2 separate regions of the Pan troglodytes genome follow, and region 1 is linked to region 2. The links are chromatin contacts, called in public HiChIP or PLAC-seq maps. All regions are on one chromosome and are shown on one strand. Each heading gives the region's core, a stretch centred on a gene start, on an enhancer-like site or on the middle of the called end of the contact. The rest is flanking DNA. Distances are from core to core; before and after follow the strand shown. Region 1 holds the start of PPM1J (protein phosphatase, Mg2+/Mn2+ dependent 1J). Region 2 holds the start of SLC16A1 (solute carrier family 16 member 1).

Region 1 (5,795 bases), core at 1,382-3,881, 230 kb before region 2:
AGAGTGGTTGCCCAGCAGGCCCTTGGCCCAGGTCACCCACTCACCATGAGCTGGAAAGCATTCTCAATGGCCCCCACTACCAGGCTCTCGTGGGTCACTTCCTTCTGTGAAGACCAGCAGGACTGAGGGCCAAGCAAGTGAGAGGGATCGGAGGAATCTGGGGTCCCCGGAGTGGTTGGGAGGCAGAGGGGTGGTGGCAAAGGGTCCTGAAGTATCTCTACCAGGTCCTTTAGCTGCTCTCGGATATGGCGATGCAGGAGCCGTGAGGCCATTTCAGCAGCTCCGCCCCCTGCATGCCCATCAAATAGGCCCCAGTAGTAGAAGCAGAGTCCCTGGTGGAGGAAAAGTTGGAGGTGAGTTTTGTTTGTTTGTGTGTGTGTGTGTGTGTGTGTGTTATGCAAGGTGAATAACAAGACTCTGGGCATCCATACAAACATCTGAGAGGTCAGTGTTTGCTACTGAAGGCAAATTAGGTTTATTCACATAAGGCTTCGTATGTGTCAAGAGAAAAGAAAGGCTCAAAAACCCAAACTCAGAGGGTAACAGATCCAAAACTCAGCACTGGCAATTAAATCATCCATAAATATGTGAGCCTCTACATTTTAGGTGGGAAAGTAACATTCATGCTTACATGGTAGAATCTAACTGATGAATACCAGGTAAAGGTTCTGTGCCAGAAGGTAGATAGCCAGTGAGTTCATCAGGTCTTCCGCATGGCTCAGATTTAAAACCAGAGGCCTGAGTCCCTGGGGAGAGGTGTCACTGTGTCTCTGGGAAAGGGGATGGGTCTTACCTGGCCTCGGCTAGGCTCCCTAGGTACTCCTGTAACACTCCTCCGACCTTCCACATACACCACTTCACAGCAAGCCTGGTCCTCATTGTGCCGACTCTTGCCAGCATTGATGACCCTGCCAGGCCAGAATGACCACATCAGGTTGGACACCAGACCAGGTCCTGGAATAACCCCCACCTTAGACACACACCGTCTCCTGCGCCCGCTGGCCAAGCTGAGAAAGGTCACAGCCACCTGGGATCCAGGCCAGAGGGAGGAGGAGAAGGGAGGGCTGGCAAGGTGTAAGGAGTACTGTTTGGGTGGCCAGCCCTACCACTTCACAGAAAGGCCAGCAGGAGCTTCTGGCCAACCGCTATGTCCCCTGCCTGCCTCACTTCCCCCATCCCTGGCAAAAAAAAAGAAAAAAGAAAAAGGCATTCCTAGTGGTGCTTCTGGGGGAGGGGCTAGATGGTAGCAGAAGTTTTACTTCCCTGCTAGCTAGACCCTACATCCCACCCTCAACCACTATCAACTCTCCCAGTGCCTTGTCCCCAGCACCTCATCCTCATGGGCACACCCACCCTTATCCTAAAACCATCCAGCGAAAGTTTCTGCTGCCTTAACAATGAGGAAGTTCTCCAGCCCAGATCGGGAAAGAGGAATTGAAATAGAGTAGAAGTGAAAGCCCACCTGGACTGGGCAGGAGCCACATACCCATAAACTCCTCCCACACAGGAGGCTAAGGGAGGTGGTGGTGGGTCCATGGGCCACCAGCCACCTTCCTCAGCGAACTGAGCGCCCCCATCTCCCTCGGTGCTCTGCGTTCCCGGCAGATGCATTTAAAATACACACAGCCCGGGGGCCAGCCGGCCGCTCCGGGCAGGGGGTCCGCTTCTTTGCCAGGCCAGCACGAGTTGGCAGGCTGAAGGGCATCTAAATGGGACCCTCCTCTACCCCGGGCGTCCCCCTCCCCGCTCCTGGGGAAGCTGGCGGCCTCCTGGTGTCGCGGGCTATTTCTGGGTGTGGAGGGGGAGGGGAACTACGGTAAGAGGGACAGGGAACTGGGGCGCTGGAGCCGGGAAGCGGGTGAGCGAGTCTTCCCAACCGCTATGTCCCCTATTAAAAAGAACCCCGCTCCTTCGTGAAACCCCTTTTCCCTTAGCCTTTAAGCTGCCGGGCCGCGACTGGGAACTGGCCAACTCATCCTTCGCGGGGCTCTCCGCCCTCCGGGCTCTGGGGCAGAACAGGGTCCTGAGGCGGCGTGGGCGAGGGCAGTCAATGAGCGGGAAGGACCTGAAGAAGGTGACACAGGCTGCGCCCCACTGGAAAGTGGGTTGGGAGGGTGTGCGGCCCGAAGACCAGAGGATAGCAAAGGTCCACGGAAAAGGGAGCTCCTGGCCCGGACGCGGCGTGGGGAACGCGTCCTAGCGCCGGGGATGCGGAGCTGGGGAGAGGGGTGGGAGCCCTATCCTGGTTTGGGTGCCCCAGGGGGCGCTCACTCGGCGTAGCCTGTGCTCCAGGGCAGGCGGCGGCCCGTGTCCGGGGGGCTTTGCACAGCCCGGCCCGCGTGGTCATCGGCGCGTCGCAGCCCCCCGGGGCTCAGCTGCAGAAAGGTCGGTCTGGAGAAGCTCGCTCGAGCCTCAACAGCCTTCGCGGGCGTCGCGCTCCCGCTCCCAGCCTTCGCGGGAGGGCTCCTGGGCGCTTCTGGAGCGGCGGCGGGCGGCGCCGAGGCGGCGTTGGGCAGGTCCGGGGATTTGGGGCGCGGAGGCGGAGCGCCCCCGGAGCTCACCAGGTGCGCCACGGCCGAGCGCACCCGGTTTAGCATGCTGCCTCCCTGCCCCGCCCTCGGCCGCGGCCCCGCCCCCGCCCAGGCCCCGCCCCCAGGGCTCCGCGTGGGCGGTGCTCGCGCCAGCCGGCCCTTCCCTGCTACTGGCTCCCGGCCAGCTGGGCGGGTCCCGGGCGAAACTTGCCCTTGCTCTGGGCCACCCCAGGAACCGGCCCACGGGCCCCCGGCCTCTGCCCCGCCCCATTCCGGCTTGGCCCCGCCTCCGTTTCTTAGGGGTAGGTTCTGTTGCTGTGGGAAGGGGGCGGAGAGAAGGAAACCTTATTTCAGCCGTGCGCTAGATTAGACACAGCTAGAATGTCTCCATTGTGACGGGGGCTGAGGGACAAGGGGGTGCGGTCTCCTCGCTCTCGGTTCGGTGTGGCCAGCCAGCCCAGAGAGCCAATGGAGCTAATGACCTCAGAGCAAAACAGGCGCTTGGGAGCCGCTGGGTATGAGGCGCCAGGTGTGACACCACCTCTGGATGGGGCTGCTGGAGCGAGAGCGGGCGAGCTGGTACCGGGTGGGGTTGCGGGATTAATGACGCAGGCTGCAGCCGACCACCCCGGAATCAGGAGCCGGGGTAGATTCCTGGGCTCCTGATGCGCTGTTCCCCATGAAGACCACCTCTAGATCTGGTAGAGCGGTTGCTACTCCCACCCTCCTTTCTCTCTCAGAACCCAGGTCTTTCCCACAATGTAGACCTTCCCTGACCACAGCAGGACAAGCTATTAATAGGATAATAACAACATAACAAATACTATTTATTGAAGAAGTACTGCATACTAGACCCTTTACAAAGCACGTTCCATACAGTATTAGGTTATTTATACTGCACACCAATCCTTCAAGATGGTTTTTTTTCTATCAGTTTCACGGATGAGGCAGGACTGGACGCTTCCTGTCATTTTACCGTGACTTGCCCCAAGAGGTCACACGGTCAAGTGAAAGATTCACACCTATGTCGGCCTCCTGACATTCAAACCTGCTCTGTCTTAAGAACCAAGCTTACTTCTCCGGATCAGGGAGGAAGGGCTAGAAAGGAGATCAATGGCAGAGAGAGGAGTGGGGGTTCCTCCCCTCCCATCCTTCTCTTAGGGCCAGGGCTGAGAGCAGTCCGGGAATGCTGAGCAAGTTCTGTGTCTACCGCCAGGGAGAGACAGAGGCCAGGCTAAGCCCTTGCCTAAGAAGAGTAAAAGCTCACTCACTGGAAGACCAGGACAGAGCCCAATGCCTGGTTGGCTGCCCGTTCTTCCTAACTTCTCCCCTCTGGGAGAGGGTGGTACTGACCTGATGCCACAAGAGCTCTGTCTCTAAACCTCCTATCAGAAAGTTGATCGCTAGGTATCCACAGACACCACCCATCCACACATCTCAAATGGGGACAAGGCCGTTGTGGCCCTCAAGCAAGTTGGAGGTAGCCATCAGGGACTACGGCACCCAGTTCACGGCTGGAACTTTTCTGGGCTCTGTCGGCCAGGTGCTTCCTGACCACATACCACTTTGTTCCCCAGGCTAAACTGTGTCCCCAGAAGGGATGACTTTCTTGGCAGCTTCCAAATAAAGATCCCACAGTGGTCATTCAGTTTGGTAGACTTACTATGCCTGCTTTGTTACACCTGAGCTTTAGGCAGAGAGAGACAGAGGAAAAGAAGTCACAGGAGAGAAAAAAAACAGACCCCAAGGCAAATAGAGCAGCAAAAGAAGACGGGGACAAAGAACAGGCTGCTTCTATAGGTTTTCCCCTGCTATTTGAGAAAAACTGGAACCAACTCTCAGATAAATAACAGCAGCAGCAAGCCAGCAACTGAAGAAACAAATATAACTCCTGGTTGTTTTTATTATTCAGTGTTTCTGGGGCAGTTTACTTACCACTTCTTCGTGTCACCCAGCTCCCTATTCCCTGCCCTTTCTAGCACCCACCATGGTGTGGCTGCAAGCTGTCCGCAAAGCTAAGCCAAGAGACCCCCCCCAGCCCCAGCACCAGATGATCAGCAGGGAGGATAACAGCTCCCTGGGGCTCCAGAACAGCCCCCAGCCATGGCCTAATCCTAAGGCTCCTCCTCCCTGAACCTCTCACCTCCTATTCCTGGCACCATTATGCCTCCTCCATCCTCAGACTGCCCCAGAACCTGGTGAGGTCATCACCTCTACTCATCCCTGAGGCAGCGGAAAGTGAGAGAGAAAAGGGGGTGGGGTATGAAGAAGCAGACTTGTGGGATGTTTTTCTCTGTGAAGAGTGAGACTCTGCTTAGTGGCTGGCCCTGCTGGGGGAGTGTGAAGCTTGAGCCAAGGAGGGGGACTGGACAGCCTCAAGACAGGCCCCTTTATCTCAGGCCACAGTGGTGGCTCAGGGCCCAGAACTGGTCATCTTCTGCCTTGTCTCTCCCCTTCACATCACCCTAAACCCAAAGGCCTCTTAAACTAAGAGGAAAGTCCCTTCAAATTCACAGAACACCACTTCCTCTCATTTGTCTAATACATTCGCATCCAAAACAGATCTCTGTAAAGAATTATTCAGTTGCAATTAATTACATTACAATTTTTCTGATAAAGAAACTGGGTCTCAGGCCAGGAGTGGCGGCTCACACCTGTAATCCCAGCACTTTGAGAGGCCATGGTGGATGGATCAGTTGAGTCCAGGAGTTCAAGACCAGCTTGGGCAACATAGCAAAACCCTGTCTCTACAAAAAATACAGAAAATTAACCCTGGCTTGGTAGTGCACTACAGACTACCCCTATAGTCCCAGCTACTCAGGTGGCTGACATGGGAGGATCATTTGATCCCAGGAGGTGGAGATTACAATGAACCAAGATCTGGGTGACAGAGTGATGAGATCCTGTCCCCAAAAAATAAATAAATAAAAAAGAAAAGAAAAAGAATGAAAGAAAGAGAAGGAAGGAAGGAAGAAAGAAAGAGAAACAAGAAACTAGGTCTCAGAATTTGGTTCCCATGTTGGTATTCACACTTAACTTCCATAGGGACCATTCGTAGCCTACTACTGTCCTCCTGCCTAATGCCCACACCCTCATACTTCCTCTAGCCCTCCCAGCCCCTGAGAGCACCACTCCTGGGAGAGGAAGAGACATTTACTATTCCCTCCTAAATATCATTCTAGAAGAGTGCTGCTGAACAGAACTTTGTGCACTGACGGGAATGTTCTACATCTGCTCTGTCCAATACAGCAGTCCCTATCTTCG
Region 2 (6,042 bases), core at 121-2,620:
TGGGATAAAAAAATTGTTGAAACCAGAGTAATTTTTGAAAAAAAAATTCAAAACAAGTTATAGTAAGTTACAGTAAATAAAGTAGCGTGTAAACATTTTACTGTTATCAGTAGCAGCCCAGTTTCTAATCAGCCACTGGAAACCCAAGGAAAGACTAAAGTAGTAACAAGTTTGTCTCCTGGTTTAGATTAATTACAAACTAGTTTTGGCAACTGCTTGTTCCATCAAATATGTCATGACAAAGTAATAAAATGTTAAAACGCATGCTGGAAAAAAAAAAAAGACGTACTTGGAACAAAAAACTTGCATCGGACCAAGTGTAACGCTATCCTCCAGATTTCTCTCAACAGGGCCGCCTTAAGTCCATGAGTAGAAGAGCGCTGCGGCGGACGCTGGCAGCCACAGGTTGAATGACAAAGAGCCCCGTCAGCACCACTCCCAGGAGTCTGCGGGCTGCCCCGTCCCCTCCGCAAAGTCTACTCGAACCCTGCATTCACGCCTTGGCTGTGGGGAATGCGGCTCTCCGCATCACTCTCCCAAGTCACCAGGTGGGGCAAGGATCGGCGGGCCAAGAAGGTTGGGGCGGACAATGTCACGAATCATAAATAACTTCTGCCCCGAGTCCCTTCCCTTGGGGCAGAAGCGGCCAGGAGAGTCTGGAGTACCACATGCAGCAGCCTCATGTTATCCCTTTTCCAGATCAAAGCATCTCTCGAGGAGCCTATTGAAGACTTAGAGGGGAAGGGACTTCCCTACCGTCACCGGGCACCACGACCCAACTCCTCGGCCAGGCCAGGCACCGGCATCTTAGCACGGGGCCCGCGGCTCGGCTAAGAGAGGCGCTGACCCCAGCGCCTCAAGGTCTCCTTCACCAGCACTGCAGTCCGAGGCCACGCGGCTGCCTGTGACCACGATGCCCTCTGCTGGGCCGCCTCCCTCCGCCGGAGACAAAGTCTCCCAATCCCGGAGGTCCCCTCCGACCCCACCAGGGCAGCGAGGGCACCGTGGGGTCCGCGCCGCGTGCCGCCGGCTGTTACCCAACTAACCGTTATATGCGCGGATCGCAGCGCCGAGCGTGTGCGTGAGGTGGTGGCGCAGGCTGGAGTTCCACGGGGCCCAGGGTCCGGCTCCCGTCCTTCGCTCGCTGCCTCGTTTGCTTGTTCCAGTATCCACGCAGCTAGCCAGTCACGTCGCAGCTCACCACTTTGTCTGGCCGGGCCAGCGAGGCTGCCTTATAACCCGCCGGGGCCCGAGCATGCGCGCAGGGGGCGGAGTCGTCTCTCCCGGCCGCCGCCCCCTCCCCGCCACACAGACATCCGAACTGCAGCCCGCGCCTCCACACGCTTTCAGCCGCGCGCGCCCTCTAGCTCGCCCGCGCGCGCCGGCGCCCCCTCCCCGCCACGTGACCGGCGTCCCAGTCCGACCCGCGCGCTGCGCCTCTTCTGAGCGGCGCGGAGCTACCACACCCTGCCAGACTCGCCCTTGGGTCCCTGTCTGACGAGCTCTAGGCAATCTGCCCTCGTTCGGGACACAACCATCGGTCTCACCCCTCAGTTTCTGCCAGAGAAAAAGGAAAAGTCACCAAGAGGCCTGACCCTGACGGGTGGGGGAGATGCGCGTGTGGAGTAGCGGGAAGCGACTGAGGAGCGGGGACTGGGCAGCATTTGAATGGATGCGGGTGCCGCTGGCACCCGGGAAGACGCTGGGGGCCGGCGCTGTAGAGCCGGGCATGGGCTGGGATGTGTTTGGATTCCAATCCGGGCCTGACACCAGTTCAGTGACCTCGGGAAGTTCCCCAACCCTCCGGGCCTGTTTCCTCCCTTTGAAGTGGCGACAGTAGTAGAACCGACCTCGTAGGCTCATCGGGAGGTCCTGATGGGAGAACCCATGCAACTTGCCACCATAGAGCCAGGCCCGCGGCGATTGGCTCCTGGTGGGTATTAAAGACGAGTCGGGAAAGAAGAGCAGGTAAGAGGGTGGGGAGACTGGCCCAGTGGGTTGGGGTGTGCACCTCGGCCACGTGGAAAAGCGAGAATGCAGGGGCCGGACGCTTATGGACGATGCATATGTGGGGCCGGATAGAATTGTGGCAGGCGGCGCTGGGGCTGATGCGCCTCACCCGGATTATCCTCTGTAATCCTCAGCCCTGTGAAGTGGGCACTGCCATGAACATTTTGTAAATAAGGCACCCGAGGCTCAGAGAGGTGAAGTAACTTTCCAGACGGTCCAGCTTGTCAGCGGCCAGCATTTGAAGTCACACTCCAGAGCCTGTTTTTAACATAATAGCCGCTGTGACCGCATAACCAACGTGTGTGTGTTGAAGTGATCAAATAACCATGGGGTGTTTTTGATGTCTAGGACTTTTGAGAAATACCGAAAAATATGAGGCAAGGCCCCTGCCTTCAAAGAGCTTGCAAGTTTTTGGGGGAGACTTAGGCACAAATTAACCAACATCTGTTGAGCACTTGCTGCTTGCCAGGACCCTGCCCTTCCCCTCGTGTCTTCCTCCCTTCCAGGACTCACCCCCTCACTTACCCTCCCCCTCAATTCTCACAGCAACCCTGGGAGGTAGGCCTTATGGTTTCTGTTTTGCAAATGAAGAACCTGAGATTGAAGAAGAGTAGAGATTGGAGGATCAGGTCCTGAGAGGTCCCATGTGCTTTCCAATAACAGTTCAGTATATTAGAAGACAGTATGGCATCCACGGCCAAGTACTACTAGTGAGTAATACAGTAATTGCTTTTTACATTTGATAAACACGGAGAAAGGGAAGGCATTTCGGGTCATTGGGGCAGCTAGGACTTATAAGAGCAGTGCTAGGGTGGCAGCAGCATTCAGGTAGATGGTAAGGAGAATTAAGTTAGAGAGACAGGATCCTCAGTCTGGTTCAGAAGTAAATATATAAGGGCCTGTTCTATGGAATGTAGTGAGAAGTGGTTAAATAAGATGAATCCCAGGAAACCTCAAAAGAAGGCTTATAGAGCCCCATAGGGTGGTAGATTCACACTATAGACCTGAGAGCCAGATCTGTTGAGTTCCAAATTTGATTCTTGCACTTACCAGCTCTGTGTCCTCAGGCAAGTCATTTTACCTTTCCAAGCCTCACTCCCAACTCTGTAAAACAAGGATAATACCTACCTCAGGGTTATTATGATAATAAAACTAGTATTTATTTCAGGCCGGCGTGGTGGCTCAAGCCTGTAATCCCAGCACTTTGGGAGGCCGAGGTGGGAGGATCACTTGAGGCCAGGATTTTGAGACTAGCCTGGCCAACATGGTGAAACCCTGCCAATACTAAAAATACAAAAATTAGCCATGCGTAGTGCATAGTACCAGCTACTCAGGAAGTTGAGACAGGAGAATTGTTTGAACCCGTGAGGCAGAGATTGCAGTGAGCCAAGATCTCATCATTGCACTCCAGCCTGGGCAATAGAGTGAGATTCCGTCTCAAAAAAAAAAAAAAAAAAAAAAAAGGTCCGGGTGCAGTGGCTCATGCCTGTAATCCCAGCACTTTGGGGTGCCGAGGCGGGTGGAGCACGAGGTCAGGAGTTCAAGACCAGCCTGGCTAATGTGGTGAAACCCTGTCTCTACTAAAAATACAAAAAGTAGCCAGGTGTGGTAGCATGTGCCTGTAGTCCCAGCTACTTGGGAGGCTGAGGCAGAAGAATCACTTGAACCTGGGAGGTGGAGGTTGCAGTGAGCCGAGATGGTGCCACTGCACTCCAGCCTGTCCAGCCTAGGCAACAGAGTGAGACTCCGTCTCAAAAAAAAAAAAATTAGTATTTATTTTGCAGTGTCTAGCATATAGAAAACATTAATGAGACCTAACCCTAAAGATTAACCCTAGATGCCCTTCCCTTGAATAGACCCTAAGGAGGCTCTGAGAGGGGCCCTAACAGTATGTTCAACAGGATCATACTTTGTGTTGTATTGCAGTTTTGTACTCCTATCCTTGAAGATAGACAGTCATCAAAATTATAGACACCTCAGGCCCTACAAAACCTGGATCTGCTTTAATAGATTTTAGTGTTGTGAAGACTTTGGAATCAGAAGACCTGGTCCCGGCCGGGCACGGTGGTTCACGCCTGTAATCTCAGCACTCTGGGAGGCTGAGGTGGGTGGATCACCTGAGGTCAGGAGTTCAAGATCAGCCTGGCCAACATGGCCAAACCCTGTCTCTACTAAAAAATGCAAAAAAAAAAAATAGGCCTAGGCCGGGCACGGTGGCTCACGCCTGTAATCCCAGAACTTTGGTAGGCTAAGGCAGGCAGAACACCTGAGGTCAGGAGTTTGAGACCAGCCTGAGCAACATGGAGAAACCCTGTCTCTACTGAAAATACAAAATTAGCCAGGCGTGGTGGCGCATGCCTATAATCCTGGGAGGTGGAGGTTGTGGTGAGCTGAAATCACGCCATTGCACTCCAGCCTGGTCAACAAGACCAAAACTCCATCTAAATAAGTAAATAAATAAATAAATAGGCCAGGGGCAGTGGCTCATGCCTGTAATCCCAGCACTTTGGGAGGCTGTGGCGGGCGGATCACGGGGTCAGGAGTTCGAGACCAGCCTGACCAACATGGTGAAACCCCGTCTCTACTAAAAATACAAAAATTAGCCTGGCGTGGTGGCATGCACCTGTAATCCCAGCTACTCAGGAGGCTGAGGTTGGAGAATCGCTTGAACCCAGGAGGCAGAGGTTGCAGTAAGCCGAGATGGTGCCACTGCACTCCAGCCTGGGTGACAGAGTGCAAAAAGAAAAAAAAAAAAAAAAGATCTGGTCCCATAACTGCTATCTGTGTTATTCTGGGCAATTAATTCACTGAACTTCCCTGGGCTTTAGTTTCCTCGCCAGATAAATTAAAAATAATACCTACTAGCCTGAACTGTTGTGTTAATCAAATGAGATAGTATCTGCAGAAGTAATTGGTAAAACTTGGAAAGTGTTCTGTATTTATGAATTAATGTCATAATTTGTCTAAAGTACATAAAAGGGAAAAATTAAAAGCAACTACAAGGCTCTTACCTGGAAAAATAGAAACACGGTGGGTGGGTGAGCTGGTGAAAATAATAAAATAATACAGGTAAAATCCTTGCTCTTCTGCCAGGTTTTTTTCCTGATTTGAGGCACACGACATTGAAGAAATGAACTAGGGAGCATAGGATGAGAAATCAGAGTGGAGAGGAAATTGGAGATCATCTAAGGCACTCCTGACTTTTTACAGAAATGGAAATTAAGGCCCAGGGATGCTAAAAGACTTGTCTGAGGCCTCCCATCTAATGATTGGCATGATCAGAAACTCCAGTTTCTTTAAGTATAAAGAACAAGTACAACCTTTAAGATAAAATATTTTGTCATGGGGGTCTTTCAGAATCATTACATCAGAACCAGAGAAGGCCTGGTACTCTCTACTGGCTTTTAGCTTTATCACAAAATTCTTAGGATTCACTTTCTGTTTTAAAGGTTGATAGACTGGATGCTGCTATGGTAATCTGCCTCAGGAAAATGCCGGACTGTTGTTTGCAAGCTGGTTAAGTGAGCAAATCTTGGGAAGATTTCAAGGTAAGAGTTGTAACTTCGGAAGTTAGTGATGCAATAAGAAATGCAAATGCAAACTTCAAAAATTATGATATAGGTACTCTTTAAGCTGAGTAAGTTGCTCTATTGCGTTATCTGAAAAAAGAAAGATGAAATTACAGTGTGTTCTCTGGAATTCACCTACTTAACTTACATTCTTTCAGTTACTTCACCATTTCTGTGATGTAGTAGATAGGAAGGTGCTATTTTGCCCATTTTAGTAACAATAAACAATACAGGAAAGGATTCTTTTTTTAATTGACACATTGTAATTGTACATATTCTAGGTTACAGTTTTGGTGTTTCCATACATACAAATGTTGTATACTGATCAAATCAGGGTACTTAGCATATCTCTCACCTCATGCTATTTTGTAATATACAATACCTTATTGTTAACAGCAACCCTACTGTGCAATAAAACACCAGAACTTATTCTTCCAATCTAATTGTCACTTTGTACCTGTTG

What was found. HiChIP or PLAC-seq counts read pairs in DNA pulled down with a chosen protein or histone mark.
Region 1: an H3K4me3 HiChIP or PLAC-seq map of stem cell-derived excitatory neurons shows a contact between it and region 2, with 7 times the contacts expected there. The contact joins the promoter of PPM1J here to the promoter of SLC16A1 in region 2. A contact is called at or near these places in 2 of 7 Hi-C or Micro-C datasets (induced pluripotent stem cells and stem cell-derived neural progenitor cells) and 1 of 1 datasets of contacts at active chromatin or transcription factors (stem cell-derived excitatory neurons).

What each region holds. Positions count from the first base shown.
Region 1 is chr1:118,473,882-118,479,676 of NHGRI_mPanTro3-v2.0_pri, reverse strand. It overlaps PPM1J (protein phosphatase, Mg2+/Mn2+ dependent 1J), which reads right to left and starts at 2,631. Exons shown (of 10, transcript XM_009429244.4): 1 at 2,272-2,631; 2 at 794-908; 3 at 45-332. The coding sequence starts at 2,597.
Region 2 is chr1:118,239,789-118,245,830 of NHGRI_mPanTro3-v2.0_pri, reverse strand. SLC16A1 (solute carrier family 16 member 1) reads right to left here and starts at 1,370. Exons shown (of 5, transcript NM_001280273.1): 1 at 1,047-1,370. LOC104002302 (a long non-coding RNA gene) reads left to right here and starts at 1,578. Exons shown (of 6, transcript XR_010159082.1): 1 at 1,578-1,968; 2 at 5,460-5,558.